Linked DNA regions of Macaca mulatta: region 2 is linked to region 1. A link is a contact called in public Hi-C data. All regions are on one chromosome and are shown on one strand. The core of a region is the stretch at or near the end of the contact, and the rest is flanking DNA. Distances in the headings are between cores, read along the strand shown.

Region 1 (4,657 bases), core at 1,270-3,769:
TTTTTGCACATAGATGATGTTCACTAAGTGTTTATTTGCACGAGTGAGGAAAAGGAAGTAGATAAAAAGTTCTCAGGTGCATTGAGTTTCACTTCTTACAGCTCCGCAATGCCTTCTGAACACAAGTTCTTGTCTTTGCATGCCATCTTTGCCAATATAATTGACAGAAAATAGACACATTTTGGATGAGGTAGAAAAAAGAAAGGACTAACACATATGAGTTGGTGATGATGGTCTTCATCCGGGGCTGGCCAAAAGTTAGCTCCTTGAGGATACTTACTGATGACTGTCCTAGGTAATATCATCTCTAGGGGTGGAAGAGAGGGGATGGGTATTGCTTACTGAAGTTGAGAAATAAAGGGTGATATTAATTTGGTTTGCATTCAATGAGATAAATGGCAAAAGAGATCTTGAGAGATATGAGCAAACTTCCAGAGACCAGGAGATCCACTTTGGGGAACAATGCAATAGGGATCCTGATACATATTCTTCATTATATTTAAAAGTATATCTACATTACCAAGTGAAAGTTTGACATCTTTATTTAACATGCACTCAAATGATATGAGGATTTGAATTTTCTCTCCATCTTGCTCTCTTTCTCTCAAGTACTACACTTTAGTGTTTATTTGTTTTCTATTACTAGGTAAGCTTATCTTAAAAGTACTTTTTATTCCAAGAAAAAAGAGATATATTCTACATTTCTCACTAAATATCCTTCAGCAAGACCAAACTGATGTATGCTTTTCAGCTTTGACTGCCCGTTCATATTTTTACTGCTGAAAAGATTTTGGTTGGAGTCTTTGAATTCTTATCTCCAGTCTGTTTACTGAATTTATAGTCAGTTTTCTCAGGATTAAACTATCTTTCACTTTCAAAGATAGGTGCCGTTAATCAGAGTTTCCACAAAATGTTGCTCTAAGGTCATCGGTTGCACCAGCAGCAACCAAAATCAATGTACAATTTACTTTTAAATTTTTATCTTCCATTAGGTAATGAATGTGCTCACCTGAAAAGAAATGGAAAAGCACACCACCATGTAGAAAAGAGCAAATCCTCCTTCTCTGCCCTATCCACTGTGCAGTTCTCTCCTCCAGAGGCAACCACCGAAAGTAGCTTCTTATATATACTGCTAGATACCAAATAGTTTTTTGGAAGTTATGGTACACAACTCTGTAGATAACAATTCTGCCATTTATTCAGGGTTCGGCATGTTAGGTATCTTACATACTGTGTCTATTTATTTGTTTATTTAAGACAGATTCTTGCTCTGTTGCCCAGGCTGGAGTGCGGTGGCGTTATGTCAGTTCATTGCAACCTCTGCCTCCTGGGTTCAAGCAATTCTTCTGTCTCAGCCTCCCGAGTAGCTGGGGCTACAGGCGAACGCCACCACGCCCGTCTAATTTTTGAATTTTGAGTAGAGACGGGGTTTCACCATATTGGTCAGGGTAGTCTCGAACTCCCGACCTTAAGTAATCCGCCCCCCTGGGCCTCCCAAAATGCTGGGATTACGGGTGTGAGCCACAGCACCTGGCCACTGTGTTTTACTTAATAGAAAGAAAGAAAAGTGACTGACTCAATGAATGAATGCCTTTCAGATGTGTCAGGTTTGTTTTGCTTTGTGTAATTTTTGTTAATGCAATAAAATATCTCGAGAACAGAAACAGAGAAGAGAAAACAGACCTGGTCACAGAGCTGTAACTGGCAGGTAGGGATTTAAGAGGGGGCACACTGGGTGTCAAAGCCTGTGTCTGGTTTTGAAATGCTGACTAGCTTCTCCTAACTGCAAACTCAGCTAGTTAAGAATGTTTCTTTGCATTTGTTTCTCTCTCTCTCTCTCTCTCTCTCTCTCTCTCTCTTTTTTTTTAACTTCCCCATTGTTAGCTTTCTAATGTGTGAAGTCTATCAAGTTGAAAGAGAGGGTTTCAAATGAAACATGAGGAAATGATCCCAAGGCCCAACCCTGTGCCTTATGATTTGGGTATCTTTTCTACAAGACTTCCACAACTGCAACTTAAAAGGATGGTCGTAGAGACTGCCCATCTACTGATATGTTCTGGATAGTTCTCTGTTTACCTACTGTCCTAAAGGCATGTTGCTCAAAATTGCTTTTTTTTTTTTTTTTTTTTTTTTTAATGGGACTGGCGAGAAGTGAGAGTGGAGTTGAGAGTCTATTCCAATTCCGGGGAGCGGCAAGGAAGAGGTTAAGTTGGACCAGGAGGATTTTTGAAGTCTTTGGCTGGGAGGTTCCATTTGGAGAAAGGTGCAGGGGAGCTAGGGGTGGCGAGAGAAACAAGACAGGTTCTCATTCGCCTGGATTTCCGATTCTGAGCAATTGGATTCTCACCTGAGGGCGCCATTGGGCACCCCTGGCTTGTGGATGGAAATACTGAGGAGCAGAACTTGCCTGACCCGCGCCTGGAGAGTAGAGGGAAGCGCAGCAAGGACCACGCGGCCCCTTTAAGTATTCTGGGGCCGGGGAGGAGAGGGAGGAAACCGGGAGCCGCCGGGACTCGGGGAAACCCACAAGCAACTGAGCTGGAGCGGAGGCAGCGTGAGAGCAGAAACTTCAGACGCCGCTGATCCGGGAGGAGCCGGGGGAGCCGCGGCGGCCGTCTCTCCCACCCGCAGCAGCATCCTCCCTGCCGTTCTCTGCCGCCCCGGGGAGAGCCGGGCGCTGCCTCTGCAGCTTCCACGAGCCAGGGGTGCAGGCAGCTACCCCCGGGAAGTTTGGGCTTCTGCGTAGTTCAGGGGCGCCTGCGAGCGCCCCAGCCGGCGAGGGGCCGGGGGCGATGTTGGGCGCCGCGCGGGGCTGGGGGCGCCCGGAAGACGTGCGAGGGTCCGCGCTCCTGCCGCCGCCTCCAGTACCCTCCGCATCCCGCAAGTGATGGGAACAAGGGCCCGCCCAGGCCGCCGCTGTCGCCGCACCGCCCCCTCGCTCGCCCCCTGCGCGCGGAGTCACCCAGTCACACTCCCGGCACCCCGAGCCCGTCCTCCGGAGCTGCTGCTGCTGCTCCTTTGGCTGCCGTCGCCGCCGCCGCGCGTGGCCCGCCGCTGACTGGGCTCGCGGGGAGACGGAGCCGCACTTTTCGGCCCTGCCGGATCCGCTCTCACACCCCAGCTTGGCCGCCGCCGCCCCGCGCCCGCCCGCGCCGCGCCGCGCCTGCCCCGGCCGCACTCTGGGGGGGCGCACGCCGGGAGGCTCGGCCCGACCGCGGAGGCAGGAAGCGGCGCGACTGCGCTTCTGCTTCGGCTCTTTGTTGTTCGCTTTGGATGGTGCTTCTTGAAAGTGTCTGAGCCGCCTCGGAAACCCTGCGGCCGGAGAAGACAGACCTTGGAATTCTTCCTCCGCAAAAGTCTCTGAGATACTGACAAGCGTCCAGAAAGGTCGACGAGTAATTGCCCTGAAAACTCCCGGCTAATTGACCCACGTTGCTTATATTAAGCCTTTGTGTGTGGTGTGTGTGGTGTGTGGCTTCATACATTTGGGGACCCTATTTCCACTCTCTCCTCTTGGCATGAGACTGTATGCAGGATCCACCCGAGGACAATGATTGCGGAGCCTGCTCACTTTTACCTGTTTGGATTAATATGTCTCTGTTCAGGTAACCCCGCGTCTTCTTTCTTCACCCTTGATCCTCCCTGTTCCCCTCTCTCCACTTTTCACAATCAAACCCAGAATTGCATTTTGGTTACGCGTCCCTCCCAAGGCGGGAGGGGCTCTATTCCTGCAAGACTTTTAGGCGAACATGTTCCTAGTTCACATTTGGGGTTGTCTCTTTTTCCCATTCCCCAAAATCTCCCCTCCGCCCCTGAACCTCCTCAAGACTCTTTGCAGATCTCGGCCTTTTGCCAAGTTCAGGGCACGCCCAGATTACTCTGGGCAAACGCACGTCTAAGCACTGGGGTGGGAGGAGGCCGCGGCTGGCGGGGAGCTGGGGCCCCCAGGATGAGCCGAAGTGAGTATCAGCCACCGGCCGCTTCCCTGGGGAGGGAAATGTGCGCCCTGGGAGCTTGTGGCCCGCAGGCTGGCCAGGATTCCTGAACCTAGTCCTCCTCTAGCCCCTCCTCTTCCGAGCACAAGGGGTTATTAGTAGTTGTTTTATATAACCAAAGTCTGTAATTAAATTTGATTCTGAAGAAGCTTCATGAAATAACTTCTTCTTAAGGTAGGATATAAAATAGCCACTGCCTCGCTGGGTTTAGAAGGAAACAGGCGGTTGCCAGCATCGGAAAGGGGACAGTTAGTTGCCTGGGAAGTCTCACTGGCGAAAGAAAACAGCTGAATTTGGGATGTTTAGGATTAATTAAATCATACTGAAATTCCATATGAAGTGTTGGAAGGATGCTGAAACGGGGCCCTTCTGACCTAAGAGGACACACTGTATCTACACTTGCAAATAGTTTTTTTTTTTTACCCTCCCTAAGAAACTTTTTTACTATGGGTGAACTGAGCCACGACTCAACTTTTGTTTCTTTCTTTTTGGTAGATTCTGGTTTCAATCACGGATCCGATTTCAAGCTTTAAAACACGCACACACACACGCACGCACACACACACATACACACTGGACCTCGGAATTTTTATAGTCACATTCTCATACTGAGCTTCAAGTTGCATCAGGGCTTATCGGTAAGAGTCACTCAGTTTGCACAA
Region 2 (4,657 bases), core at 1,274-3,773, 1.9 Mb after region 1:
TTTAATGTACTGAAAATACATGAAAAATGATTACAGATGTTGCCATAGTATAATTCACAATAATTAAACCCTGAACGTCTACGGCTTAGACTGGGAAAAGAGAGAAGCAGTGCACACACATGCATCCCTCCCCTACTATCGCTGGGGGGCAAAGGTACTCATGTAGTCCATGATTGAAAACAGCCACTTGACAGTAGGTAAACTCATCTGTATTGCCTCATGTTTATAGAAAGCCTTCCTTTTTGAGTCCAATACATTGGGCTCTACGCAGCAGTTAGCTGCCAGGAACAAAGTTAGCTACCACAGATGGGCAAAAATAGGCAGTGTCCCAAATAATGAATTCATCCACAATGCAAATGCTGGAGGAAAGTTTATGTGGCATCAAGCTATTGTGATGGCTTGAACAGTTGGACTAATACACTTTAGGTTCTTTACAAGTACAGTAAGTAATTAAAAACCTAAAGTACTGCAATCCAGTTAGGAAAAAAAAAAATCTAGTATTCCTCTATACCAATTATTTCCATCGATATAAAAATTAAACCCTCTAGAAGGTTAACAGCAAATATTCTTTGAACTTTTTCTTTTGAATACAAACCAAAAAGCATGTTAACGATTATTTCCACTATTCATTCAAAAGAGCCACAAAAAAGGATTTTGCAATAGTCGCACAAGAAATTGACATCCTGTGAAAATATCCCAGTAAACCAAATCGGAACAAAAGACAAGGGAATCAGAGGCAGAATGCTGTGGGCTTGACAGACTGACTCAACCTAGAGGGAGACACCTACAGCACCTGTTTAAGGCCCCCGTTGTGTTTGCCACTGCGGACTGAGCTAAGTGTCCCACTCCTGTGGCCAGCCCATAGCTGATGCTTCCTCGTTCGTGGAGCCTCGCCCAGTCTTACTTTTGACAGTTTTCTCCCTAGGATCTAAATTCTTCCTTCTGATTTAACGCCAGGAGAGCATTCACCGGAACACAGGTGATACACACTGATCTCAGTCTCCAATTCCTAACCCATTGAACCTTCCTTAGAGTGTCTGTGACTGTATTTCTTCACTTGAATGTCTAAGCCAAAGTTCAGACACAAGAGCAAACATCAAACAGAGAGCAGGCACAATAGTATTAGGCTCTTTCAGGAGATGTACTGTAATATTTCTTTTTCTAAGAAAACTGGGAAAGCATCATTTATTACCCAACTCCTTAATTAATTAAGTAAATTACAACAACAAGAACAACAATAGGTGACTACCAACATGTTCCACTTGCAGCAGTTTAGAAACAAAAGACTTAAAGAAAACCTCTGCCCCCAAGGAGCCCGTGCCTGGCCAAAACGGACAAACAGACATACTGTCATTTCATCTATAACCCACATCAAATTCTAAAAGAAATGGTTTTGGGGGATTGGGGCGCAAAAAAAAAAGATAAAAGCATTTTTAACTTACCATCAACCCGAACATATAAAAATCCACAGAGCATTAGTTGTGTAAACATCAGCAGACTCATTTTGACATATTAAAAAGGATCCAGATTGTTTAAGAAACCAATCCCAGAGAGCAAAAGTACAAAAATAAGTATCAAAAAAAGAGGTAGGTCCAAACTTTAGACTTTCCTAGATACTAATTAAAGTCAAGAAGAGCAAATCGCAAGATCAGAAGGGGCCGGTGGAAAGGTCTTGAACGGGGCACGTTTAGATCCATCCAAATTAACAGAGGGCACTTCGAAGGCTGCTGTATTTCCAACACTCTGGCTTCCTAAATTCCCGCAAATGCAGCCCAGCCAGAGGGATGATTCAAGTGTGTCTAACCCTCTCTCCTTAGGCTCCACTGCAAGCCAAAGCCAAGTTCTTTCTTCAGAAGTCAAGATGATGAAGGGGGAGGAAAAGACCTAATTCCTAGAAAGTGTTCCACAAACTTGCCAGCACGCTGCCGAAAAACCATGGGCCTGCCTACTGGTTTTCTTTCCCCCGGTTTCCTTCTCCGTAGCAATCCACGTCCGGAGTTATTTTTTAATATGTATATATTTTTACTTAACTTCCATAATGAGGATGTGTCAAAGCAACACTTTGCAGGCGGGCAGACTTGGCGGGCCTCTCTCTCCTTTGCAGCCTGGTGGCCTCCCTCCACCTCTCTCGTTTCCAAAAGAGAGGCAAAGGGAAATCAGGACGATTCGGGTGGAGAATCCGAACTCCTACGTGGTGGGGCTGCGGGAGGAGGCGGGGAGGGAGCGAGCGAGGGAAGCAGCCAGCGAGGGAGGGAGGGGCCGGGCGGGGGCGGAGGCGGAGGCTGAGGCTGCAGCCACCCCGCGGGGCCGCCGCTGAGCGAGGTGCACCCGGCGGCTGCGGGCGCGGGCAGAGCCGGGCGTGTGAGCCCAGCCCGGGAGCGGCGGAGACAGGCAGCGCTCAGCCCAGCGCCAGGGCGGTCCAGCCGCTCGCCCGGTGCAGCCGCCGGTCCCCGCGATCCGGTCCCCGCCGCTGCTCCGGCAGCCCGGCCCGGAGCGTCCGCCTCCTCCGGCAGCTGCCGCGGGTGGAAGCACTCGGAGGAGGGAAGGCGAGGAGGCGGGAGGGGCGGGGAGGAACGAACGCGGCTCGGAGTCTGCCCCGGGGAGGGGCGGGGGCGGCGGGGGCGCGGAGCCTCCACCTCCAGACCCCGTCCGCCGCCCGCAGACTCCGCCGCCCGCCCGCCCACGCGGGGGCGCCTGCCCGCTGGGGAGCCGGAGGGTCCCGGAGACCGGAGAGTCCCGGCGGACCGAGACGGACCAATGCGGGGGCCCGGCCGGCTGCCCAGCGCCGAGGCCCGGGTCCACTCCGTCCCCTTCTCCGCGCCCCGCGTGCCCCTCCTTCCCGCCTCGGGAGGGCAGAGGTGGGCTCCAGCGCCTGCTCCTCGCCGCGTCCCGTTTAATGGGCAGGTAATTTTCTCGGTGAGCGATTTCACGGAAGCCCGGCCTAATTATTCATCGCTCCGTCTCCGGAGCTGCGGCGCGGTCTTGAAGGAGCTCACCCTCCGGGACCCGGGGCGCAGCCTCATTACCCGTCAAAATCACACACACTCTTCACCTTTGAGCCACGTGAGAAGCCGAGGAGGAGGAAGGCAAGGGAAGGAAACGCAATATAAGACCTTTTGGACTGGAAGGTGGTGGATAGATGCTTCCTATACGGTTAAAAAGCACAAGGGGGAAAAGGGAGGGGGGCAGAAATCAGTAACCTCCGGCGGCTCATTTTAGCCAAGATCTACGGCCCCCTGCGGCATCCCCAAGGGGCGGAGGGGGAGGAAGGGGTGGCACCCCCCTTGGGTTACTCAGTTGCCTTGTGACCCCTCGAAGATGAGTTTGATGCGCGATCGCGCAGCGCGAGGGAGTTCCGCAGAAGGTGCAAAGCAGGGGAGCGGGGATCCCAGAGCCTGGGGCGGGGGTCCCGAAGTCTCTCCCCTCCAGAGACCGCACCTCCAGAAGGACATTCGGAAAACGCAGGCTCTGGGTGTGGAAGCTGAAAACCCAGCTGAGCTCATGGAAGCTCCAAAAGAAGCCGAATTTCAGCCCAAAGACGACGAAACCCTGAACGTTAAGGCCAAGGCTACCAAGTGATGCCATTCAGGACCGGGGATGATTAAGGAAGGTCGCGTGAGATCACAGGGATGCCAGCGTCGGCGGTGCCCCGGTGTGGCCGGGCCCACGTGTGATCACAGGCTGGCTGGTAGCTGTTTGATGCCTGTTCAGATGATTAGAAGGCGGCTTAGAGGAACGCACGCGGGTCCCTGAGCCGAGCTAAATGCTGATGGTGAGTCTCTAGTTCCCCCTACTGGAAAATATCGGGAAAGATTCTCTCCGTAAGGGGCCCCTTGAGGAGGAGCCTTTGTTTGGTGGATGCATTTTGGTGCTGCTACTTAATTTAGGCCTCCCTTGCATATTATGGGCGCTGTGTGTAGTTTTAAAAAAAGGTCAGCGACATTCAAGCAATTAGAAGAGACATTAGGACACCTCAGCACGCTTGAAAATTACGGTAATGAAAGAGTCTTGCCAAAGAATGAAACAACCACTCTTCTTGCTAAAGCATTAAGAGTAATTTCAGCACACTTTTAATCTACAGTATTTACTTGTGAAGAAAAAAAGTGCATTCGGTTGTTAAAGTTGAATCACTTGAATTCTCACGGTAATAATTCTGAATGTGCTATTGTTTCAGCACCCCATGAAAAAAGGCTTAACTATTAAGGAGAAACTTGTTCACTCCCCACCACCCCAAAGGTCCAATAAATCGGATAATACTGTGGTTTAGAAAAATCCAAAAGTGCACTATTAACATCTCTTTTATCTCTGGAACAGGAAAGTAATTAAAATTCTTGAAAACTTTCATTTTAAACACTTGGGCTTGGTTTACCCAGTTCAAGATTACAATGTCTAGCTCATGTCTCCAAATAATATACACCACCAGCTTATCTCGGGCAAATTTCCTTATGCGGGTGAAATTTTTAAGATATTCTGAAAATAGAGCCTTCCTAATAATGCAGGAATTCACACATCATCTAGACTTATAAGACCTTTAATTTTAAGATGGTTCACAGAAAGGAATACATTGGAGGATTTCAACTAGAAGTGTTTTCTCATGACTATTTATTTATCAGGCAAAATATAGATTCTATTTTATACTTGATAGACTCACCATCTG

Evidence for each region. A called contact is a pair of places that touch in the nucleus more often than the background predicts.
Region 2: a contact with region 1 is called in a Hi-C map of fetal cortex germinal zone, with 10 times the contacts expected there. The contact joins the promoter of ROBO2 here to the promoter of ROBO1 in region 1. A contact is called at or near these places in 2 of 14 Hi-C or Micro-C datasets (fetal cortex germinal zone and fetal cortical plate).

What each region holds. Positions count from the first base shown.
Region 1 is chr2:200,339,819-200,344,475 of T2T-MMU8v2.0, forward strand. It overlaps ROBO1 (roundabout guidance receptor 1), which reads left to right and starts at 2,520. Exons shown (of 28, transcript XM_077994323.1): 1 at 2,520-3,605. The coding sequence starts at 3,551.
Region 2 is chr2:202,277,612-202,282,268 of T2T-MMU8v2.0, forward strand. It overlaps ROBO2 (roundabout guidance receptor 2), which reads right to left and starts at 2,524. Exons shown (of 27, transcript XM_077994327.1): 1 at 1,443-2,524. The coding sequence starts at 1,503.